Linked DNA regions of Danio rerio: region 1 is linked to region 2. Evidence: chromatin contacts called from public Hi-C data. All regions are on one chromosome and are shown on one strand. The core of a region is the stretch at or near the end of the contact, and the rest is flanking DNA. Distances in the headings are between cores, read along the strand shown.

Region 1 (6,294 bases), core at 2,352-4,851, 53 kb after region 2:
GGAGATGCACTCCCACTGCAAAATCATCCCAATAAATCTAATATTATAATTGGTTCAAATATAGATATTAAGTCAATTCAATTGAATTCATTTCGCAATATATATCGCAAAAAAAAAATAATTGCAATGTCAGATTTTTCCAATATTGTGCAGCTCAACCTAAAGTTTTAGTAAATCCAGTCTGTTTATTTTTTTAAAAAGTACAATCGTAGTTAACAACAGTCTAAAATCTTTCATTCTTTGTATAGTTGCGTAAAATAATAAATTAGACCAAGCAATTTTTTTTTCTTTTTTAACATTTAAGTGCTTTAAGTTTGCGTCAAATTTCTGAAATGGCAGTTCTTTTTCCTGGATTGAGCGAAATATAATTTTTTCTAAAGAAAAAGCATCTGCTCTCATTTGCCACATTAGATTTATTTTTCACTTTCTATAATGCAATCTGAAATTATACTCTCTATGAAGAATATATTAAATGCTGGCTTCCTAGGAGGCATCATAATTATAAAACTACATTTAGATATTTAACCAGGCCTTAAAATGCTGCTGATGTAGAAAGCTCACTATAGCTTTTGTAAAAGAAGAGTTTTCCCCGATAAGAAACATAAATATAGATTGCCAGATTACTAGCATGTGTTCATCACAGACGGTCATGTTTTTATGTTTGTCCAGCAGATGTGCCTGGCTGCCCATCCATGTACCATCACAATGAAGGCTACTCCAACCCACAGCACAACAGTGAAGGTAAGAGCACCATTTGTCCATCTACAACATGCAGCTCCAGTGCAGGTCTAGATTGTACATTTCACACACTCAAAGCACATCAGGATTGGCCAGGACTGTGCGGTCACTGGCTAACCAGGCCAGAGGGTCTATGTTTCTGTTGGCATGGACATTTGTTTCTCCCTTGCCTAAAGAATTCCAGGGTAAATATTACTACTGGAAAAGACGAGTATTTTTCCTGGAGTGAAGAAAAATAATCCTTCTCTCCGCTCGCTGCATTTGCCGCACCATTTTGGGTATTTTCAGTTGTTAGCCGATCTCTGTAATGAGCCATTAGATACAGAAAATTGAGTTCCTTGCTTCATAAGGGTACATAACTGAATAATAATTATCATCAAGAGTCTACATTTCCCATAATAAGAATTTATAAATATTAAGGGAAAAACAGTTTCTGTATTCATAAATCTCAATTTGAAAAGTCAAACAGGAAAATGCTTGCTGTTATTAATTACTGCTGTTAATACATCAGCACAATATAACTCATGGGTTGTTTTTGTATCCACATTAAAGGAGTGTTTTAATAACTCACTTGTCTTGTCTTGTCTTTAGGCTACATGTTTGAAAATGATTCCCGTGTTGTGCCAGAGAAATTTGAAGGTAAGTCTCACTTGTCCAGATTTTTTTATTAGTATTAATGAGAGCTAAAAATATATATTTTAAGTGCTAATCTGAAATTACATGTCGTAAATTAAACTAAAACTGACCAATGCTAAAAATGTGCTTTATTATTATTATTTTGATGAATACATTCTCTCTCCATTGCAAATTGAATTGCATTAGAATGAAAAGTATGTAAACCTGAATTGGGTTGTTATTAAGCATTTGCTTTGTTCTCGAGCACCTGAGCTGTGTTAACTCCACAATTTGGTGAAAAATCTGACAATCATGTTTTTCTGCATGATTTGAGAGCAATCCAAAGAGAATCTTGTGCTTCAGCAAAAGTGAGAACATCTGACTAACTTCACATGATCAACATCACGAATTTGCTTATTTGATTAGTGACCTGAAAAGATTGTAGATTTTGAAATGTTTCTTAGTTTAGAGAGATTATTTTTTCAACATTTTTGTTTTATTTTAGGATTTTCATTGTGGTCTTTAAAGTTTAAACTCCATTATGAATATTTGTGACTTCAGATCAACTCCTAAACATCTATAAGCTTTAGTGAAATCACATATTTGGTTCACATTGTGGCCCTATCGCCAGCTCAACTGTGCATGATTATGATAATAATTATGGATAAACTATGTACTAGTAACTGATTTAACAAATAATTTTTCTATGACTAAAAATGTAAGCAAATTGTTAATATTAATTTCTTCTTTATTTCCACTGAATGAGCACTCTGTTTTATGTTAATGTTAATAAATGTGTAATGAGCAAAATTCACAGTGTTATGCAAACAAAAATAGCAGTATGAAAAATGTGTAGGTATTTTATTGCAAAACAAAAGGTGGCTGAACAACCAAACTGATGGCAAACTGTTCAAAACATCACTTCCTTTTTTTCGTTGTGTTGTACCCAAGACATTAGAAACAGACGTTACACTTATCATTTGATGTTGCAGCCATGTTGCCATCATTTTGCTGTACTGGTTGTTACCAGCTTACGAAAAAATAACATGCTCACAACTTCCAATCAGATAAGAGGAAATGAAAAGCAATACGGTGTTTCACAGAGAAGGTAGCATTTAAAGGTTTAAAAGCACAAACTGTTCCTTAATTTTTTTTATTTGTACGCAATCGACAAGTAGTCACAGGCGAATTAAACTTTAGTGACAAGGCAGCACTGGCCCGATCAGCCCAGTAACGATTCTGTCTACTGTTCAGAGCGTCTCTCATGCTGGCCCAGGGCCATCGGACAGTCTTTATCGTTGAGCCTTCAACTAGTTATTAGTTATCTGAGAATGGCATACCTTGGAATGTCATTATATTTGACCAATCAGCATCTAGCATTTCAGAGAGACGTGTAATAAAGGTGAACTAATGTATGATCTCTTTTGCTGTGCTTAGGTGAGGTGAAACAAGAAGGGGGCAGTGTGTTTCGTGAAGGTGCCCCCTATCAGCGTCGTGGCTCACTTCAACTATGGCAGTTCTTGGTTGCCCTTCTTGATGACCCCAGCAATGCCCACTTCATCGCATGGACGGGCCGTGGCATGGAATTCAAACTCATTGAGCCAGAGGAGGTAAACATTAGACTTTAAAAAGTTCCCAGGAAGCAGAATATGGTTTTTAACCAAAAAACAGCAATGCCAATGGATCAGTCGAAAGACTAAGAGGATGTTATGAAAATCAGATCAGCTCGATGTGGCATTTATTCAGCTTTCACAAACTACAGAGAGAATAAACAATGGGTTTCAGAGATTTGCTCGTGATCAGCTCATCAGTCCCTAGGGTCCAAGAACACATCAACACAATGCCAGTTTTCCATTAGCTGCCATGCATTATTTACCCCACTTAACAGCATAGTGAAATAAAATGGAGAATGGCTCCATTACCAAATATTACAACCTTCCATTTTGCCGGAGTCTAAGCACACCGCAGTGGTCGAGACAAGAGCGTTAACCTCCTATTGTCTGTGGTCAGTAGACGGCTAAATGGCATGACTCAGCAAACGATCATGCAGAGATGCATCCATCAGTTCTGCACAACTGTACGCATGAATCATTCATTACAACCAAAGTTTTACTATTGCGATTAGATCTCTGTCGAAGTCAAAACAAACAGTCTGTTCCTCAAATGTCAGGAGACCCACAACTATACTGACTCGAGATGGAGCAACAGTTTTGTTTTGTTTTGTTTTTTCAAGGGCCCTCAAGTTGAACCTTGAAGTTTTTGTTGAAACTTCAAAATGAAGTATTTCCTCTAGGTATGACAACTAGCATTTTGCCCTGTTCATAGTGTGGGATTTTTGGTCAGCGTTTAATGGTGATTTGGTTATATAAAAGGGAACAAACATTTTTTGTGGGGACTCGCCCTTCCTTCTCATAGTTTAGATGTCGTACAGTCAGCAGGGACCTCTTGTGTTTAGATTATGTCATTGCAATACGGTCCTTGCTTGCTCTTATGATTTGAACTGTCTTTTTTTCATACTTTAGGTGGCAAGACTCTGGGGGATGCAGAAGAACCGCCCAGCCATGAACTATGACAAACTGAGTCGCTCTTTGCGTTACTATTATGAGAAGGGAATTATGCAAAAGGTATTGCTTTATTCTAATTTCTTGGTCTTCAACACTTGTTTTTTAAACTCTCTGATTGAGATTTACATTACTCTATATTTGGGGTCCCATATACTTCAAATATAAAGACTAGAATCATTTATGTAAAAAAAGAAAGAAATTATTTAAAAAAAACTATTCAAATATAATTATAATTCAAATATAATAATATTATCTAAATTAAATATAATCCAGATCAAAATAATTTCACATTATTTTAATCAAAGAGTTGTAATTGCAGTAATAACACAATAACATGTGTCATGTGCATTACTGTTTTGTGTCAGGAGGATTAAGAAATTGTTTGAAATGTTAAAATGGAGTTCATGAACACATTTGCTTGGTTTTAAATGTTCATATTTCGACATGTCCTACACTGTCTATACTAGGTGGTTGGACAGACAATGAAATAAATGAAAAAACATAAAATCCAGGAACCAAACCAGTTTACTAATTGGCAGACAAACAATTCTTAGGAGCTGAAAATCAAAAGATACACCTTCCCTTCAAGAATGGGCAATAGTACTTGCTGGAGGGGCTGCATTTGAAAAAATGTCTTCTAAGCAAATGGACAAGCTAAACCTATAATATAAAAAAATGGCAAAAGTATTTAACCTGTTTGGAAATGGAACAGTAATAAATGAGTGAGAAATATACTGATTGTGACAGTGTTTATCCAGGTGGCAAAGAATTCTGGCCCAGATTTGGCATAAAGGTGGCACAGCAAGCATTCATCGGGCAGTCTTTTGGCAGAGGTGGCACGTCTTTAAGGCAGCACAAAATACTTGGGCCAGATATCAAATATAGTATTAGGCCCAAATGCTAATAATGGATATGTGGACCAAGAAAGTTTGGCCTGTCTTGACTCTTGACCCAGATTTAAAATATTTTTTCAATTATTTTTGAATAAAGGAAAAAAAATTCTACCAATTAAGTGGCTTTGAGAAAAAGCATGCCCATAGTGCACCTAAAGGACAATGCTTCATGGGTTATGCAGTCATGACACACCAACATATCTGGCTCAGTTCAGGCCCAGTTATGGGTTATTAACTTGGCTGAGACTTGGCTCAGATATGGTCCATGTTTGGCCCTTGTCTGGAAGCCAGACTTAGTCTAGTCATACACTGTAATTTACCGTGGCATGTGAACCAAGCAAAAGCTGATTGTGTGAGCCAGAGCTGGGCCAGAGATATTTTGCTATGTTGGATGTGATATGTTATTGACTGAACTTACCTATTCTATTCATTTTTTATTGCATTTTAATTTTCTCTTCACTATATAAAAGATGGAGGCTGTACATTTATTTTAATGATAGCCAAGCTGGGAGCTTAAAGTCGTAGTTAGGCATTAGTTTGGGTTGGGTTTGTTAATAGGGTAAAATGTTGATTTTTTACAGATGTGATCTGTATTTTATTCTGAAATTTGCCCTAGAATCAATGAAACTGTTAATCTCTGAAATGTTAGAATGGGTTTGGCATCCCAAACTGAGCATGATGTTTACTACTATATTATTTATTATTATTTAATTCTTGCCATTATTATTTTTGCAGGTGGCTGGTGAGCGTTATGTTTACAAATTTGTGTGTGAGCCAGAAGCTTTGATAACCTTGGCTTTTCCCGACAATCAGCGGCCAAGTCTGAAGGCGGAATTTGAGCGCTACGTCAACGAGGAGGACACTGTGCCACTGTCCCACCTCGATGAGGGAGTTTCTTACCCTCCCGAACCAGCTGCCACCAACATGGGCCCTCAGCCCTACTCCAAAGGCTACATGTACTAATGCCACCGACATTCTCCTTTGTTTCCCATCCCAGTTTACCACCCGCTGCACCTATTGCACATGCCCACCCCATCCTCTTGTATATAAGGCTATGTTTTATGTTTTTGTTTTGATTAAATTAATCTCATTAGGGACTCTGCATTCCTCTCACTTCTGAGGCCTATCTAATCTAAACACAATACTGTGGTTCAAGAGATTGCTTAATAAAACCCAATATTACTACTATAAAACGACAACAGTCTCTGTTTCTTATGTGTTTGGTGCATTTACTTGTGAGTCAATAATGTAATATACAAGAGTGGAAGTAAATAAAAAAAGTATAAATCTGACAGTATTACTTTTCTTCATACAGAATGTGTATGTAATGTATTTAACAAACATGATGTGATATCGTTAGAATAATATGATAAGAGCAGACATATTAACAAATAAGCAGTAATAATTTTTTCTAAAATAATAATCCTAAATTTGCGCATGCGCATTAAGTTGGATCGTGTCTTTCGCAACAGCGGGCAATGAAA
Region 2 (6,410 bases), core at 274-2,773:
CAACACACATCAGTTATACTAAAAACTCATTGTTCAATAAAAAGCTCTCAAATTCTTTAAATCATAATTCGTATTTTAAATTATATTTCACCCCGGTGTAAATCATAATTTTACATCCCACCCCAAAATGCGTTACAACCAGGGGTGGATTTAGTGATTTGGGGGTCCTAAGCAATTCCAGCCATGGGGCCCAACAGTCTTAAAATGCACCCTTTCTAATTAAAAACAAAATCATAATAATAAATGAACCATTTACAGTTCAGTGAAGAAAATATAGGATCCAATAGAGCTGCAAAATGAATTAACGCAACTCAATGTGATTAATGTGATTAATTATAAATAATATTTTCCTGACAAAACAAAGCATAATCTCACAGACATGTCTTCATGTTATTTTATTTCTCTGTCGAAACAAAACAAAATAATCTAGACCATCACAGACATCTTAAAGGTTACAAATAATAATAATAATAATAATAATAATAAAAATAATAATTTTAATTGTAATGGTTTTTAATTGTAATAAATTTTAATGGTGCTTTAGAACACTTTGGGGCCCAACAGTCAAACAGTTTTTTTTATTAGAGTTTTTTTTTTATTTTTATTTTTTATATCACATAAAACATCTTTTCTATGTTCTGTCTTTACGCAATCTCTACCTTTTAAATGATTAATTTTCTTAAATTTTATTCACAACTAAAAATAATATATATATAATACATATAATATTTGACTGCTGTATGATTGGGGTGGTGGACAAATTTGTGCAGATGTTATAATTATAATATTTTATTTTGTGATATTATTATTACAAAACATTAAATTATAATAATAAATTGTATTTGCTTGACTCTCACCATAAAAATTGTGATAGAAAACAATGTTATATATTGTTTACAGGTATGATTTATACTTCTAGATATTTATTTGGGGCCCTCAGATTTCCTGGGGCCCTAAGCAGCTGCTTACTTCGCTTATTGGTTAAATCCGCCCCTGGTTACAACTAACTCAGACTATGGGGTGAATTGTAACATTTCCCTCCTCCTGTTTACAACTAAACTGTGCAGTTTTTTCTTGTGCTGCAAAGATAATATTGATTTCATTTAACAGAAGACACGTGTGAGTAGTTTAATATCAGAATATAAGAAATTATTAATATCCCGGTCTCCTCAACGGTTGCAAAACTGTCATCCGTATTAGATTCAGACGGTTCTCAAGATGAACACAGGGCGGCGCTCTTACCGCAACTATGCTGGCTGGAAAACAAAAAACAAAAGTCAATGCGCTCACAGTGGTGTGAGATTACAATGATCTCACTGCTAACTGACTCACTCCAAAAGGTATAGTATTGCTTTCGAAGAAAAAACAATGCATTGGTTTTGGAGCTAAATGAATTAGAGGATCCATTAATATAGACATTTAAAGTAGAACGGACAGAAACGGATGTCTTTATGATGTGAAGTCTTTATTGCTTTGATTTTAAAAATGCATAGTTAAGCTGTATATAGGGGAACTCAGGTGCTTTTCTCAAAAACCCACACAGAGCTCAGCTTGTTTACCTTAAAAAAACAGGCCTCTGGATTTATTTCATTGGAGTCTGTTGCTGAGAGATAGAGCCATAAACCTTATCAAGCACTTTTTCTGAATGAGCCCATCTGTTCCAACTGACACCCACTGATATTATGAATGTAAGAGTAAGAAAGCTAGAATGATGATGGCTTGAGTACATAACTGTTTAATGTTTGCTCAATGACACAGGCCTATTTTGCCACCTTCGAGCATTACCGAGGCTTGTATTGACTTTCACCATGGCAGTGGCAGGATGCTCAGTTATGGGTAACAGGAGAGGCTCACAACTCCCAGATTGCCCAGAGCTGAATGAGACACGATATCCTGAATGAAAGACAATGTGCCCTACTATTCTGTTCAGGGCATGCAAAAGTAAAGCTGAGATTAACCTTGGTACTGATCAACATGAATGGGAGCGACACTGCAATAAATATATATTTTAAAATCTCAGGAGACTGGAAGGTTTATTGTGCCTATTTTGGAAGATTAAATAGAATGTGATATCTGAGTGTCCCATGTCCCATGAGCCTGCAGTTACAGTAGCAATACCTGAATGTGAAATGAATCCTACCAAAGATATTCTCCCATGGACTGTGATGTTCTAAACCAACTGGTTCTCTGAAGGGCTTAAATGACAAGCGGCGACGTGACTTGTTTTCAGTCTCTGGTGATTATGTAATAGCAAATGTAATCGAATAGCTAAATATAAATGCAGTGTCGGACAAACACACCTATTCATGCTAAAAACATCGCTGGCAGATGGGTTAATGACCTTTGTCTAAATTTGCTGTACAGCTTTTAAATTAATTAAAATTAATTTTAACACTTATTTGGGGTTTTAAAGTCCTAAAATGGCAAACATAATGTTAACTGAAGTCATATTAAAAGAATAAAGGTATTGTATTGTAAATAAAACAGTTATTAACTATTGCATATTCATTCATTTATTCATTTTTCATCGGCTAAGTGCCTATTTAAGAGGTCGCCACAGATGAATAAACAACCAACTATTCCAGCTTTACACAGTGGATAATCAATAATATTACAAAGAAAATATAACAAAATTGCAGAGGGGGATTATGATTTTAACCAATATTTCATTATTAAAAAGTAATGTGGTACAATGTTATTTTAGATTTTAATAATTAAAAGTTGAATATTTCACTTTTATTTTTTTATTTACTTGTAATTTTGTGTTGTTTGCACTTATTTACAAAAATAATTATTAATATTTAAATTTAAATAATAAAAACTAAATATTTTTATTGAATTTAAATATTTTATTTTTAATTTTAGTTATTTTAAAATCAAGCTTAATGAAAGATATTTTGGCAACTTAATTTTATACAAATTATTTTAATTTATTAAATTTTTATTAATATGTACACACTACCGCTCAAAAGTTAGGAGTCAGTTTTTTTTTCATGTTTTATTATTATATTAAATATATTAAATTATTGTATTCATCAAGGCGATGCTTATAAAAATGCAAAAAAAAAAAAAGTAAAATGCTAAATATTTATAACAATTTTAAAAATCAATCCTTAAAAATCTACAATAAAATAAAAAAATCTACTTAACTGAATTATTGCTTCATCTTATTTGTAATATATAACCAGCATGAATACAAAAAGTACCAAGCGGCAGTGTTCCAAACCATATTTTTAAAGATTGCTCTTTTTTTTTATCCATGTATTTATATCCATGAACAAAGCAAATTCATCCTTTGATGTCACACCCAAAATAACATTTGCCACTCCGACACAACAAAACAAGTGAATGTAGCAGGTGTTGTGTGATTGTTTATGGCTAAACTCCTCATACATCATATATGCACCACTATAACTCAAATGAATCATCACCCTCTAAATATCACAGAGATCAAAGTCACATGGCATACACTTTGTTCCTCATTTAACCCAAGACCAATTCGGTTCGAGCTCTACAGGGGTCACAGGAAGGTTTAGCATCCGATAGCATTCTTTGAAAATGTACACAGAAAGAACTAGTAACGAGATTCCCAGCTAATCAGTGACTTTCCTGTGTTATCTCAGCCATCGGGACACTGGGGAGGATGTGTAACTAAGACAAGGGCTGATGTCATGGACTGATGGAGAAGGTGGAGGATTGAATGGATGCAGGCTGCTGAAGAGTGGTTTGATGTTGTTGTTGTTTACAACCTTGTTTCATATGCGAGCTGAAATCAAATGAAGCATGGGGAAGTGGGATTGAATATGGGTGCACAATACTATTCTGAAGTTTGGGATTGGTCAAGTTTTTAATCTTTTTAAAAGACATCTCTTTTGCTCAGCAAGGCTGTATTTAATTACAAAAACCACAACAATAAAACTATTATCGCATTTTGAAATAACGGCTTTCTATGTGAGTCTATATTAAAATGTCATTTATTCCTTTGAGTAAAAGCTAAATTTTCAGCACCATTATGCTCCAGTCTTCAATGTCACACTTATTATATTCTAATTAATAAATATGATATTTCCCAGCAGACACACAACATCATAAGATGGTAATATTAGGTTAGATTTAGGTTGTCAGCATCAAAGGACAATTTTATTTTGGCGTCCAATAACAACGTCGATGTTTTGATGATTTGTTGTACAGGTTGTGTTGGAATGTGAACAAAATCCAACATTGAGCCAACATCATATTGACGTTATATACTGACATTTATTCATCAGGTATGGCAACCAAAATCCAATGTCTAATAGACGTCATATTGGTAACGTCCACACAACATCAAGCTGAAACATCATTAGACGTTGATATTTGGTTGTTTATAGGTGTTTTTGGAAAGTAACCAAATTGCGCCGTCTGTCTGACGTTGGGTTATGGCGTCAAGCCGATTTTCATTTTCAAACAAAATGCAACGTCCCTCGACTTTGAGGTACAACATCAATCTGACATCATGTTAACGTCCGGTGCCTGCAGGGTAATTATGATATTTATTATATATTATGATCAATTATTATTGGTGCTCAGTCATTAATAACGGTTTTTATCATTATAGGTGCTGAATGTTTTTTATTGCATTATATTTAAAGGAAACTGAAAAAGTATTTTCAGTAAAATTCAGTATTCTAGAAAGTTCAAAATAACAGCATTTATTTTGAATAAAATGTTTTGTAACGTCATACATGTCTCTACTATCATAACCAAACATTTTAAAAGAAACAAAAAATTTTAATCATGTTTTAAAATAGTAATATATTGTGTTTTAGCACAAATATTAAAAAATTAACTAGCATTTTTCAGCATTGATAATTATTAATAATTCTTCTGCAAATTATCACACAGAAATGTTATAATGAATGGAAAGATATAACAACAACAACAATATTGTTGTTTATGGTATTTCTGATTCAATAATTGCAGACTTGGTGAGTTTCTTCTAAATTGCAGTGCATGTTTTTGTGTGCTGATTTCTTTTTGAGTATCTGTAGAGTGAGGTTTCGGGAAGGTGAGAAAACGATGGTATGCCCTCATCTAATGATCTAAATTGAAGTAGATGAGCTTCTCTCACTCACTCTTGAGTGTAGGTGTCTTTTACACTGGCCCTTAGTGTGGCATGAATGGAAAAATGAGGTCATGCTTTCAAATACCTCTGACTTCATTTACTAACAGTAGACAGAGGTCTGAGATCAGTCACAGGCTGCTTTACCTGCGGCACTCAATAGAGGAGGATTTTTAAAAATATAGCAATACACTTAAGTGATGCAGTCTGGTTTGCTTCATTATTAAAGGTATTTTTCCTTGTAAATTTTTGTATATATTTATAAATCATAGGTGAACACAAAAATTGTGCAAAGTAATAGTACATGTGTGTAGAAAGGTATTTAAAAAACAACTACAACAATATTCATATTATTATATAATGTAAATCTGCGATATGTATTAAATAAAATAAAAAAATGTTTTTTAACATAAAATTCTACCTAGTTACTGCATGCCAATTAATACAGAGTCAAATTAATGCACAGTTTTTTTGTTATCATTGTTAATACTTTATTATTAATTTATTTATTAGTAGTAGTAGTTGCAGCAGTAGTAATAATTTAGTTATAAACACTTTAGTAATGTAATTTAATGATAAAAGTATTAATCATCGTCATCGTGTAAATTAATTAATAGAATCATAACTATTACTATAAATGTACAACATTTGGAAAACTACTAAACTAAAGATTGAGGAAAATTACCAAGAGTTCTATCTTTTTTATTTTAAATGTATGTCTGTTTAATCATAATATTTTTAGTAACATTTATTGCTGATGTTGTTATTAAATATTTGTGCATTGCAATAATTATTGATGTGACGACGGTAATCATACTAGTTTTACATATTGTAAAAAAAAATCCAAAGCTCTAACTTTAACAGTCAAAGTTTCATTGCATAGTCTTCACTTGTTTGAACTCTACCTGCTATATGCCTTTATTCCTATGTTTATTGCTGCATTTTGTATTCTTTCTCTTAAAGTTACTAAAATGATTTGTATATTTTATATTCCTCATGTAATATGTTGTTATCTGCATGTAACCAGGGTCTGAGAGTAGCATAATTTCAATTCTTTGTACATACATGTGGCAGAATTGACAATAAAGCTGATATTGACTTTGACTGATTATCACCATCACTACACTGCCTGACAAAAGTCTTGTCGCCTATTCAAGTGTTAGGAACGACAAATAATAACTCGACTTCTAGATGACTATTTGGCATCAGAAGTGGCTTATACGAAAGGCAAAGGCCTCTAGATTACGCTTTTTAACCAAAATACAATATGATCATGCCTTGATATTTTATTATTTAATTAAAGGTCTGA

What was found. Hi-C and Micro-C count contacts between places; a contact is called where the count stands out from the background.
Region 1: a Hi-C map of skeletal muscle shows a contact between it and region 2, with 2.1 times the contacts expected there. The contact joins two enhancer-like sites. A contact is called at or near these places in 11 of 18 Hi-C or Micro-C datasets (caudal fin, embryo, fibroblasts and 3 more) and 1 of 4 datasets of contacts at active chromatin or transcription factors (caudal fin).

The regions. Positions count from the first base shown.
Region 1 is chr12:29,410,965-29,417,258 of GRCz12tu, forward strand. etv4 (ETS variant transcription factor 4) reads left to right here. Exons shown (of 12, transcript NM_131425.2): 8 at 673-741; 9 at 1,330-1,377; 10 at 2,791-2,963; 11 at 3,876-3,977; 12 at 5,546-6,006. The coding sequence ends at 5,773. The region is part of intron 1 of LOC141376814 (a long non-coding RNA gene); the gene reads right to left. Among named protein-coding and RNA genes, the nearest start is that of dhx8, 25 kb to the right of the region's middle. Within about 2 kb of position 3,602, at least 8 of the 62 cell types and tissues checked have an H3K27ac peak or open chromatin away from gene starts, as enhancers often do. A contact at or near this core is called in skeletal muscle, where this site is marked.
Region 2 is chr12:29,359,663-29,366,072 of GRCz12tu, forward strand. The region is part of intron 1 of LOC141376813; the gene reads right to left. Among named protein-coding and RNA genes, the nearest start is that of etv4, 21 kb to the right of the region's middle. Within about 2 kb of position 1,524, at least 10 of the 62 cell types and tissues checked have an H3K27ac peak or open chromatin away from gene starts, as enhancers often do. A contact at or near this core is called in skeletal muscle, where this site is marked.